2 separate regions of the Sus scrofa genome follow, and region 2 is linked to region 1. Evidence: chromatin contacts called from public HiChIP or PLAC-seq data. All regions are on one chromosome and are shown on one strand. The core of a region is the stretch at or near the end of the contact, and the rest is flanking DNA. Distances in the headings are between cores, read along the strand shown.

Region 1 (5,548 bases), core at 1,360-3,859:
AACCTGATAAGAGAAGGACCCTCTGATCCAAGCTTTTGAGAATCCTGAGAGGAAAATTATGCAATGTCTATCCTGACACTATCTAGGGCGTTTCTAGAGAGTGATTGCTAAACCTCACTTAACCGGATCCCGGATCCCACATCCCACCAAGACCCGTGTTCCGTACTTGTTACGTAAAATAATCAGCATTTAAAATAGTTTACAGATATTTTTTGACCAGTTCCTTTTAGAGCTTCTTTCAGAGAAGAAATCAGATCTGACCTTTATATTGTTGGCGCTTGTTGAAAACGAGCTTTCTTTCCAATGATGAAGCTTCATTTTTGAAGTGTTGAAGCTGTGCTCCCATTTAGTAGTGGCAGGAGAGATGATTAAGGTAATTACAACACTCAGTTCTGTGTCTTAGAAGCACTTTGTTTTGTCTCTGCAAAAAAAATACCATTCCAGTCATTTCCCACAAAATACAGACATGATATGCTTTGATTGATGCAGCATTATGCTTTGGGCAGTATTACAAAATAGCTGGCAAGTGCTTTCTGTATTTAAATATTGTAAAAAGAAAATAAGTTATAACTGTTATAAAGCAGAACTTTCGTTGCAGTTTTTTAAATGTTGAAGTCACTTTGTATGTTTGTTTGGTCAATGTTTCTGCAGTATTTATTAAAACATACTTTTTTCCCCCTTCAAATAAAAAAGTAACCATGTCTTTGTCTAAATGTGATCTGCCTTTTATTACCTACTTCCTGATTTAGCTGTTCAGTTTTCTTTAATAGAGGTGATTACAGAATCTTGCCTAACATTTCTGGAAGGAAAAGACTTTGGGATTTTTTTTTCTTGGCGTGGTCATAGTTTCCTGGGAGGAGGATAAATCTGCATATATAAGAGGTTTTCACGATGATTTCAGATCCCAAGAAGGAAATGGAGCATAATTAGACTAAGTGATTTGATCATAAACAGAAAGAGCCACTGCCTAGAATTAATTTATAGAAAATGTGGAGATGTCCTTCACTTTAGTAGTAAAACAGTATGATTCTGGGAGTTCCCTGGTAGCCTAGTGGTTTGGACTCGGCACTTTCACTTCTGCAGCCCAGTTTCAACCCCTGGTCTAGCGTCTGAGATTCCACATTGAGCTGCTGTACAACACGGCCAGAAACAAAAAACAAAAACAAACAACAAATACAGTGTGATGCTTCAGCTCACAGTTTTAATTCTGATGATAAGCCTAGTTCGATTCCTGGGCCTCTGGAGTCTCAAGCTTTAGTTCCTAACCCAGCATCCACCTTGCAAGACAAGTTTTTTGTTTTTTTTTTTTAATTTTTTTTTCCTGTCTTTTTAGGGCCCTACCATAGCATATGGAAGTTCCCAGGCTAGGGGTTGAATTTGGTCTGTAGCTGCTGGCCTATGCCATGGCCACAGCAGCTCAGGATCTGAGCCACGACCCGCGCCACAGCTGACAGCAACGCCAGATCCTTACTTAACCCACTGAACGAGGCCCCGAGGCATATGGAGATTCCCAGGCTGGGGGTCGAATTGGAGCTGTAGCCACCAGCCTATGCCAGAGCCACAGCAACTCAGGATCCCAGCCCCGTCTGCAAACTACACTACAGCTCACAGCAATGCCAGATCCTTAACCCACTGAGCAAGGCCAGGGATTGAACCTGCAACCTCATGGTTCCTGGTCTGATTCGTTAACCACTGTGCCATGACAGGAACTCCCCCAGTCGCATTCTTGACTAGCTGAGCCACAACAGGAACTCCATTGGAAGGCTTATTCTTGATCACAGAGGCCAATTGTTTAGATGACCCAGGACCCAAGTATGGCAACAATTAAAGGAAAGCAACAAAAAAAGGAAAATAAAAATGTCCTTGTTTATGGTAGCGGCATCTCTAAATAACACTGGACAACACAAGTCAGCACGGAATAGCTTAGGACCAAGAGAGGCCTGGATACCCGCCCATAAACCCAGTCTTTAGCTAAGACTCGAAGGTGTAACTTTTCCGCAGGTCCCAAGAGACTCCATAAGGACTTTAAAACTGCTGTTCCTACAGAGATAAATCACTTCATATAAAAACTGTATCTCTGTGGCATTCTTTAAATTGGCTTTAGAAACCTGGGGTATAGCTATTTTCTTGGGGATAGTTCTCAGAAACACAAACCAGAAGGAAAGGCAAGTCTCTAGCATGAGTGAACAAATTAAAGAGCCTTGAGATTGCAGAATAGCCTTATAAAAGTCTTTTTAAAAGCATAGCCTTACCAAAAGTATTTGTAACTCATTCTTGTCGGCATATAGTAAAGGAAATAAAAGTACTTTCCTAATCCTCAGTGTTGAGTAACTTTGAGGCGTAACATTTAAATCAGGCTTGCAAGAAACTCGTTTCTCAACAGTGACTGACAGGGGAGGAAAAACCCAACAGCTGAGTTTCTGCTGACCTTGGCAGTATTTTATAGGTTATACAGTAATGTTTCCCTCTGGAGAATTGTTCTTTTCCAGCAGCTTTAATTTGTTAAACCAAAAGGAAGAGAGTTTGTCTTCAGCCCTAGGCATGCATGCCTTCCTTTTCTCCTCTGACTTTTTGCTTCAGCAAACATTTATTCTAGGTATTCTGTGAACATTCCTTTCTATTGATTAATGATCATGATTAATGCCTCTTTAAATACTAAAAGGTGGTTTTCAAACTCTGAGTAAGGCTCTAATTGTGTCTCACTTCTATTAATCTTTTCCAGAAATAGGAATAGTTGCTTTTGAAGATTCTTGTCTGATGGGAATGTACCTTAAATGAAAAGTTAGAAATAACCCAGGGAATTATTTTTTATTAGAAGGAATACAAAGAGCCACCTCATCCCGTAAGACTCTTGAAACTCAGTGCTGCATGTCCTTTGTGATGGATTATTTTGACATTAACGTTCTTTTCTAAATCTCCTAGTTTTTATTTCTGTCCTTCCATTGACCAAATATTTATTGAGTGCCTACTATGTGTCTGCCACTTTTCTGGGCTTGGCATATAATCCTGACCAAAACAAAACCTCTGTCCCAGGGTGTTTTTAATCTATTAGAGACTGTCACAGACAAACCACGGTGCACCATGTGGTTGAGTTGACTTCTATGGTCGTTAACTGAGTCATAGGTCCTGGCTGGCAGGATACATTCCAGTGTGCGGCCAGGTACACAGTGCCATAGCCACAAGCTGCACCACATTTATAATGCTCTGATACGGTAGTGCAAAAGGTATTTCGAGAGCATCCTAGTGCCTGAGGTCCATTTATGGTGATTATGGAAGAGCAGTGTAAATTGCCAGTCATCAACATAGTATTTGCATAAGAACCTTAGATTTATGTGTTTGGTTAGAAGTCCAATAGGGAAAAGTATTCCTCCACAGTTGAACATGAATCTCCCTCAATCTGTTTGTTATATAATGTGCATGCATTACCATAGATTTGTGCTTACTTTCTGTGAAATCTTCAATTGATGAACACATTGGAAAAGTGAAAATGAAATGAAGTTTGAAATAAATGAAATAAAATTCAATTATAAAATGAAATTGACCCTTAAGAGATTACCAAAAAAGTTGGTGGTAATTATATTAGCACTTTGATCAAAGATGATGAACCCATTATTTATTGAATGTTGAAAATATGTATTTAGTGAGAGTCTAAAGCTCTTTTAAAAAGTATTCATTAACAGTGAATTCTAAGGCTCTTTGTCTCTGCTCCCCCTGGGAATACAAATTCTAATAAATCCTAACACAAAATTTGTAGGATTGGCAAAGCCAATGCTCTCTGGGATTTTTCTGTTTTTCTTTTTTTAGTTTTTTTGTGTTTTTACGGCTGCACCCACAGCATATGGAAGTTCCCAGGCTAGGGGATCTGATTGGAGCTACAGCTGCCAGCCTATACCACAGCAACACGGAATCCAAGCCATGTCTACACCACAGCTCACGGCAACATCAGATCCTTAACCCACTGAACAAGGCCAGGGATCAAACTTCCATCCTCATGGATACTAGTCAGGTTGGTTACTGCTGAGCCACATGGGAAACTCCTGGATTTTTGTTTTTGATTTTGTTTCTCTTGAAAGGAGCCATTAGTGCCTTTCTTGCATGAGTGCTGAGGTACTGACAGTGAACCTCTATTTGAAAACAAATAAACTTCAGAAAGGCATTCCACAGTGAAAGATGAAAACACAATCTGTTATATGGCCAGCTCTACAGTCAAAGTGATAGCTAACACAGCAATCACACAAATTATGTGCCAGGCACAGTTCTAAACAGTTTATATAGCAACTCACTCCACACCACAAACTTATTCAATAAGGTAAGTGCCATCAAGGTCCCTATTTTATGGGTGAGGAGTCAGGAATTTTCTTCAAGGTCACGTGGAAGAGCAGGAGTAGAACTCAGGCAGGGCAGGCTGGCTCTGGACCTCTGTGCTCTTCACCATGACACGATCTTGCCGTAGACACAGACATCATGTGTACAGCATGGGGTCCCAGGTGCCTGAAGGCTGAACATCCTGGCCATCCATCTGCTCACTGAGCCAGAGTGCGACTACATCCACCTAGGTCTGCCCCGGTCTGCTGACTAATGGAGCCCCCAGCAAGTCTGCCTTTTAATATCCAGTAACTGTGAATGTTGCCTTATATGGTGCCTTTGCATTTGCCATCAGTTAAAGATCTCTAGATGGGGAGATAACTCTAGATTATCGAGGTGGGCCTCATGTAGGCACAAGAGGGATGAAGGAGGACGCAGAGTCAGACAGTGGCAATGTGACAAGGGACTCGGCAGAGGGACGGAGAAGGAGGTCTGAAGATGCTATGCTGCTAGCCTTGAAGATAGAGGGAGGGGCCACTAGCCAAAGAATGTAGTTGGCCTCTGGGAGCTGGAAAGGTCAAGGAACAGGGGTTCTCCCCTGGAACCTCCAAAAGAATGCAGCCTTGAAGACCTACACTTCAGTAAAAATAAATATTAAAAAAAAATTGGTTTTTTTTTTAAACTTGATGAAAGCCATAAACCCCTTTTCTCAACAACAACAACAACACAATGTGTAAGTGCATATATAACCATACAACCAGAACATGTCACGCATAACATCAGGAAGCTCACAGGCTTCTTACCTCAAGAACCATAAGATAATAAATCAGTGTTGTTTTAGGCCACTTAAGTCTGAGGCACTTTGTAGGAAACTGATATAGGTATGCTAACCAAGACTGTCCTCTTTCTCCCCCTTTCCGTCTGACTCCTTCGGACTAGGAGGCGATGGCCTTTGCTCGCAGAGTTGCTATCGCAGACCTAGATCAGTCCTTTGAGGCAGGGCTCTTGTGCCGATCCTAGTGAGTGTCAGAAAGCTCTTCTCACCTCACTCCGTGTCTCCCAAAGTTCCTGGACCAGCTTCTCATCCCACTGGTCTCGTATACGAACGGTCTCCCTACCATTTCCTGAACTCCTTTGGTTTTTTGGGGTTTTTTTGTCTTTTTAGGACCGCACCCATGGCATATGGAGGTTCCCAGGCTAGGGGGCCAATCAGAGCTGTAGCCACCAGCCTACACCGTTTGCC
Region 2 (5,548 bases), core at 2,059-4,558, 760 kb after region 1:
CATCAGGCAGTTTACTAAGCCTCTCTAAGTCACAGTTTCATCATTTATATACAGAGACACCACTGCCTCTCCAGCCCAGTCACTGGGTAGATAAATACTATTCAATATGGAGCCTGGAAACAACAGAACAGAAAGCAGCTGTTAGCAATGGTAGCTGGTTATTAATGGTCATCACTTCTTCACCTGCTCAACTTTCAACAAATATTACCAATCACATCTCTGTGGCAGGAATACAATGACGCCCAAGGACTACAGTGAAGAAGGTCTCTCCCCTCAAGAATCTGTGTTTCATCCCTTAAATACTCCGTGTTACCAAAATTCCACCTCCCTACTACTCCACTGAAATACCTCTGACAAAGTCACCATTGCCCTAGTTATCAAATCCAACGGATTGGTTTGGGTCCTTGATAACACCTTTTTGCAGCATCGAATAAAATTGAGCAATTACCCTCTTGATGTCTAGAATACTCTCCTGATGTCCTTTTACCCTCTGACTGAAAATTTCTCAGTCGCCATTGCTCATTTTTTCTTCTTCTGTTACCCCCTTTAATTAATATTTCCTAGTCTTCTGATTTGTGCCCTTTTCCCTTATATTCTACATTAGTGGTTCTTGATCTTACCAGGGTCATGAACTCCTTAGCAATCCGAAGAGGCAGAGCTCCTGTCGTGGCTCAGCGGTAACGAACCTGACTAGAATCCATGAGGATGAGGGTTTGATTCCCGGTCTCACTCAATGGAAGGGGAGAGGGTGGATCTACTTACAAATATACAAAAATCTGCACACATTTTCTGGAATTTTACAGACCTTCCTTCCTTAAAGCCTATTGTTGACCTCCAGAGTAAGGGGTTCCCACAGTTTTAACCGTTACACACGTCAATGACCCTCAAATCTCTGTCTCCCACATAAACCACTTTCCTGAACTACAAGCCTACTTCCAAATGACTTACTGACAATCCAATACATATGCCCCTCAGGCATCTTAAAACTCAAGATATTCCAAATCAAATTCATTACTTTTCTCCTAAAACCTGTTTTCCTCCTAGGAGACAACACCTATGGGAAAGAAAACACTATTTTTAAACCAAAGAGACCTAGATTTATTTATTTATTCATTTAGTCTTTTTGCCATTTTTTGGGCTGCTCCTGCAGCATATGGAGGTTCCAGGCTAGGGGTCAAATTGGAGCTGTAGCTGCTGGCCTACGCCAGAGCCACAGCAACACAGGGTCCGAGCAGCATCTGCAACCTGCACTACAGCTCATGGCAATGCCAGATCCTTAACCCACTGAGCAAGGCTAGGGATTGAACACACAACCTCATGGATCCTAGTTGGATTCATTAACCACTGAGCCATGATGGGAACTCCCAAAGAGACTAGATTTAAATCCAGCCCTGGAAGCTTTGGTGATACATGTAATCTATTTGTGCTTTATTTTCTTCAAATTTAACATAAGGATAATAACACACCCATTTTCTGGATTGTTATGAGAATTAAAATAAATAATGGGAAAATCCCAAGTGCCACCACACAACATACATTTCACAAATTACTATCACTGGATTCCCAATCTCAGCAAAAGCAACTCCATTCACCATAAATCTTAAGTCAAAAATTTAGAAGGTCCTCTTCAACTTGTCCTTTTCCTCATCTGCAACTAATGGATAGCTATGCAGTATTGATTCCTCAACTTTCCCCTCACCTTTAAATCAGGCTCTCATGGACACAGCAATAGTTTCCTAACCACTCGATTCAGTTCCAATTCCACATCCTTCCAACCTATCTGCTATACTGAAGGCCAAGATCTCCCCAAGACACAAATCTGATAATGCCATAATTCTACATAAATCTGCTTCCAGGATTAATCTACCTTAGTAACACACTGAAGCCCAACTATGATCTGGCCCCTGTCAACCTCCAACTCAACCCCTTGATTACTTGTGGATCTCCCAACTGCCCATAGTGTTCTGAATTCCTTATTTCTGACCACACAGCTTCCTTTGACTGAAATGTCCTCACCCCTCTGTCTTTTCTTGGCATTCAGGGAAAAAAAAAAAAAAAAACCTACTCATCTTTCAAAACACAGATCAAGCACCACTTCTACTATGAAATTATTCCTGACAGCCTCCTGCCATTCCACTGACCACTGACTCTTAACTTCCACCTCTACCTGACAGAGGACTTTCTGTCCTGGCAATAATGAATAACATATGGTTCCCAGATTCAAAAAGCTTACGAATATCATTCAACCAGAAATCTTATTATATAACCTGGACAAGTGAGCCAAATTGAAAGAGAAATTATGAGGCATGAAAAAATAACGAGGTGTAAGTAACTTCAAGACTTAGTTCAGTGGTTTTTCTCAGAACCCTCTATGATTCTCAAGCTATGAGGTGTGTGTGTGTGCATGCGCGTGCTCGCTATAATGTGTTAGCTATAGATGAACTGATTTAGTCTTCAGAAACAATCTACGAGTTAAGCATTATTATTATTTGTTTTAGAAGTAAGGAAATTAAACGCATAAAGAAAAAAAGAAACTTGCCCACCATGACCCAGCTAAAAATATCTGCATGAATAAAGTATGGACTTAGGGTAATTTTTTTAAGTATAACTGACAAATGAAAATATATACTCTTTATAAATAAGTCATTTGACATATATTCTTTCAACTCCTTGTTAATTCTAAGATATTGAATAAAGTACTTTGTGCTGTACAATAAACCTTGTTTATCTATTTTATATATGGTAATGTCCTTTCTGTTAACTCCCCTACTCCCAATTCATCCCTCCCAACCTCTTCCCCTTTGGAACCCATTAATTTGTGTTCTATGTGTGTCTGTTTCTGTTTTGTAAATAAGTTTGTGTCAAATTTCAGATTCCACATATAATTGATATTATATTTATCTTTCTCTGTCTGGCTTTCTTCACTTAGTATGATAATCTCTAGGTCCATCATTTGATATATATTTACTGAGCCTATTAAGAGAAAAACATAAATGCCCTATTCTCAAAAACAGTAAGTCACGAAAAACTAAAAAAAAAAAAAAAACCACGTTACAAAGAACAGAGGACTATACTTCCTAGAAGCAAAAAGAAAGTGTTAGGGAGAGTGAAGGCTTTCAAATATTTCACTGAGTTAAGGAAAGAGGAAAGACCCATCAAAACTCAGCTCACAAGCCCTCCGTCTTGTCACCGCAACTCACCTTTTCTCCTCCCACAGCCAGGCGGGACTATCCAATGGAAGGGGCGCTACGGAAGCCTACTGTGCGCGTGCGCAGCGGTGGTTCGACGATCCTGCCCATCGACGCGCTCGGAAGCAACTCCTTCAGTCTGCTCGCTGCCCCCGTACGCTCACCCCGCCGCCGTCGCGCCGCCATTTTGAAGACGGGAAGCGTAGAGCGCTGGGACAGCTGGAGGCGGCGGCGGTGGTGACTGGTACGGCTTGTTTCCACCCGCGTTATTCTCTCCAAATTCGCCAGTCTTCGTGCCCCAGCTTTCAGTGTTGCCCCTATTCCGAGAGGGCTCCTGTCGCTGTCCCCAGTCATCCTGTCGTCCTGTCTTTAGGACTTTTTTTGCTTTCTCATCCCTCGGCGCTGCTCGAACCTTCGCTTAGAGCTGTGGTCAGGCCTGTGTTAAAAAACCTACTCGGAGCCTCAGGACGCTGTCCCGGTGGACGGCTCCACGTTCCCCACCCTCGCTTAGAGCTGTGGTCAGGCCTGTGTTAACAACCTGCTCGGGGCCTCAGGATTCCGTACTGGTGGACGGTCTCTCAGTCTACCCCATCTAGTCGGAGTTGTGTTCTGCGGACACAGACCGGGCCGAGAATTGCACGGCCTCTGGACCGTGGTCTGTGCGCTGTAGGGGCTGGGGACGAATCCTGGCTTCCTTGGGGGACGGGGAGAGCTTGCACTTCGGTGCCTTTGACGGTGGAGGGACACAGGCAGTGGTGAACGTTACCCGAGCCGTCTGTCAGAGCTGAATCCGTCACCGGCCTGTTTTGTTTTGTCCTTTCCCAGGCATAACTTTACGAAAGGAAAGATAATTTGCGTCTGCCCTTTCCGCCAGAAATGGCCAATGTGAGTAAATCAGTCTCTTAAGCACCAGTATGGTAATGAAATAGTTTGGGAACTTGCTAGGAAAGTGGAAGGGTTTACTTATAATGATACTGGTGGCACAATGTTACTCATGCTTAGTGTATCAGAAATGTTAAGAGAAGCAAAAGGGTGTGCAGTTAGGTTCATATGCTTTAAACTTTTCAATACAGGTGTATTTATTCTACAGATTCGTTTTTAGAAAAAAATTCGGTACCAGCATCCTTTCAACATTTTTAAAAGCCATTTCAGTAAATATTTAGAATCTGTTTTTAAGACGTTTTCTGTTTCTTTGGTTAGGTCAACTGAAGGTTTTGTAGCAGTTTCAGTACAGGAAATAACGTTACAAATACTACAAAATGAGACTAAGAGATACTATTCCCATAGACCAGATATATTTACTAACTTTAACTGTCCAGTGATTACTCAGACACATCCTGCCATAAGGAGTTCATATAGTAGAGGACATAAGACATATGTGAAAACAGTTACAATAAAAATAGAAACTTTTTTTTAAGCTACCCAAAGGTACAGTGCAGATTCAGAGCACAGTATCTATGTAGGGTTTGGGTTCACTTAATCAGAGAAGCATTTAATTTGAGTTTTGAAAGATGGGTGAGATTTAGATAATCTGAGGTTTGGGTGGGCAGAATAGCAGGAATATTCGGTGACACCCTCCCCTCTTTTCAAAAATCGGTAACTCAGGTCTATTTTCCTTAATGTAAGATAAAATATAAAGAGATAAGTGGGAAATGAGGTTGGATTGTGGATCCAAACAAACTCAGTAATTTGGACTTTATTCCTTAAATGTTGGTGATGTAATTAGAGCTACATGTTAGGAAGACTAATATGACAACAATTAACAGGAATAGTATTCCTGTAATTGAACATGATATAGTAATAGTGTAAGGATGAGACTATAGGGCCAAGTCATAAAAGTAGACCACAAGTCTGGCCCATGTTTTAAGATGAATTTTTACCTAGGCATAATCATAGGAAGGGAATGTTGTAAAAGAATGGTGTTCTACTCTCAAAGAAGTATTAATTAAGGTAGGATGCTAATATTTAACCTGGCTTTATTTTGGTTTGAATGAATAAATTACTTCAGTAGGGCATTTTGAAAAATACTTTTATAAATCCTTTATTGTTAGAAGTTTACATAAAATAATAAATATACTTTTAAAAATTTGTGTTAGCTTATATGCATTGTAAATGCTGAATAGATGTTAGTAATGAAATATGCACATGTGTGTGTCCTCAACAATTTAGTTAGCATACATAGCAAGGGTCAGAAATGTCCATGCTTTAGAGGCTAAACAGGTAAATTAAGACACTTTGGTGGGGACTTGTACAAACTGAAATACTCATTTCCAGTATAAAGGGAGAAACCTTTCCTTAGTGATGTGTGGCCAACTAAATGTCACTTGGGAATGTGAGTCCAGTGCTGCCAGATCTTCAGA

The links. HiChIP or PLAC-seq counts read pairs in DNA pulled down with a chosen protein or histone mark.
Region 2: an H3K27ac HiChIP or PLAC-seq map of alveolar macrophages shows a contact between it and region 1. The contact joins the promoter of MMADHC here to the enhancer-like site in region 1. A contact is called at or near these places in 1 of 5 promoter capture datasets (fetal skeletal muscle), 10 of 47 Hi-C or Micro-C datasets (alveolar macrophages, embryonic fibroblasts, fetal skeletal muscle and 5 more) and 1 of 2 datasets of contacts at active chromatin or transcription factors (alveolar macrophages).

The regions. Positions count from the first base shown.
Region 1 is chr15:1,733,707-1,739,254 of Sscrofa11.1, forward strand. No RefSeq gene overlaps it. Among named protein-coding and RNA genes, the nearest start is that of RND3, 21 kb to the left of the region's middle. Within about 2 kb of position 2,610, at least 23 of the 83 cell types and tissues checked have an H3K27ac peak or open chromatin away from gene starts, as enhancers often do. A contact at or near this core is called in alveolar macrophages, fetal skeletal muscle, liver and 1 more, where this site is marked.
Region 2 is chr15:2,495,772-2,501,319 of Sscrofa11.1, forward strand. MMADHC (methylmalonic aciduria and homocystinuria type D protein, mitochondrial) reads left to right here and starts at 3,309. Exons shown (of 8, transcript XM_003133258.4): 1 at 3,309-3,432; 2 at 4,014-4,073. The coding sequence starts at 4,065. It overlaps LOC102159998 (a long non-coding RNA gene), which reads right to left and starts at 3,326. Exons shown (of 4, transcript XR_002339312.1): 1 at 3,201-3,326; 2 at 1-113.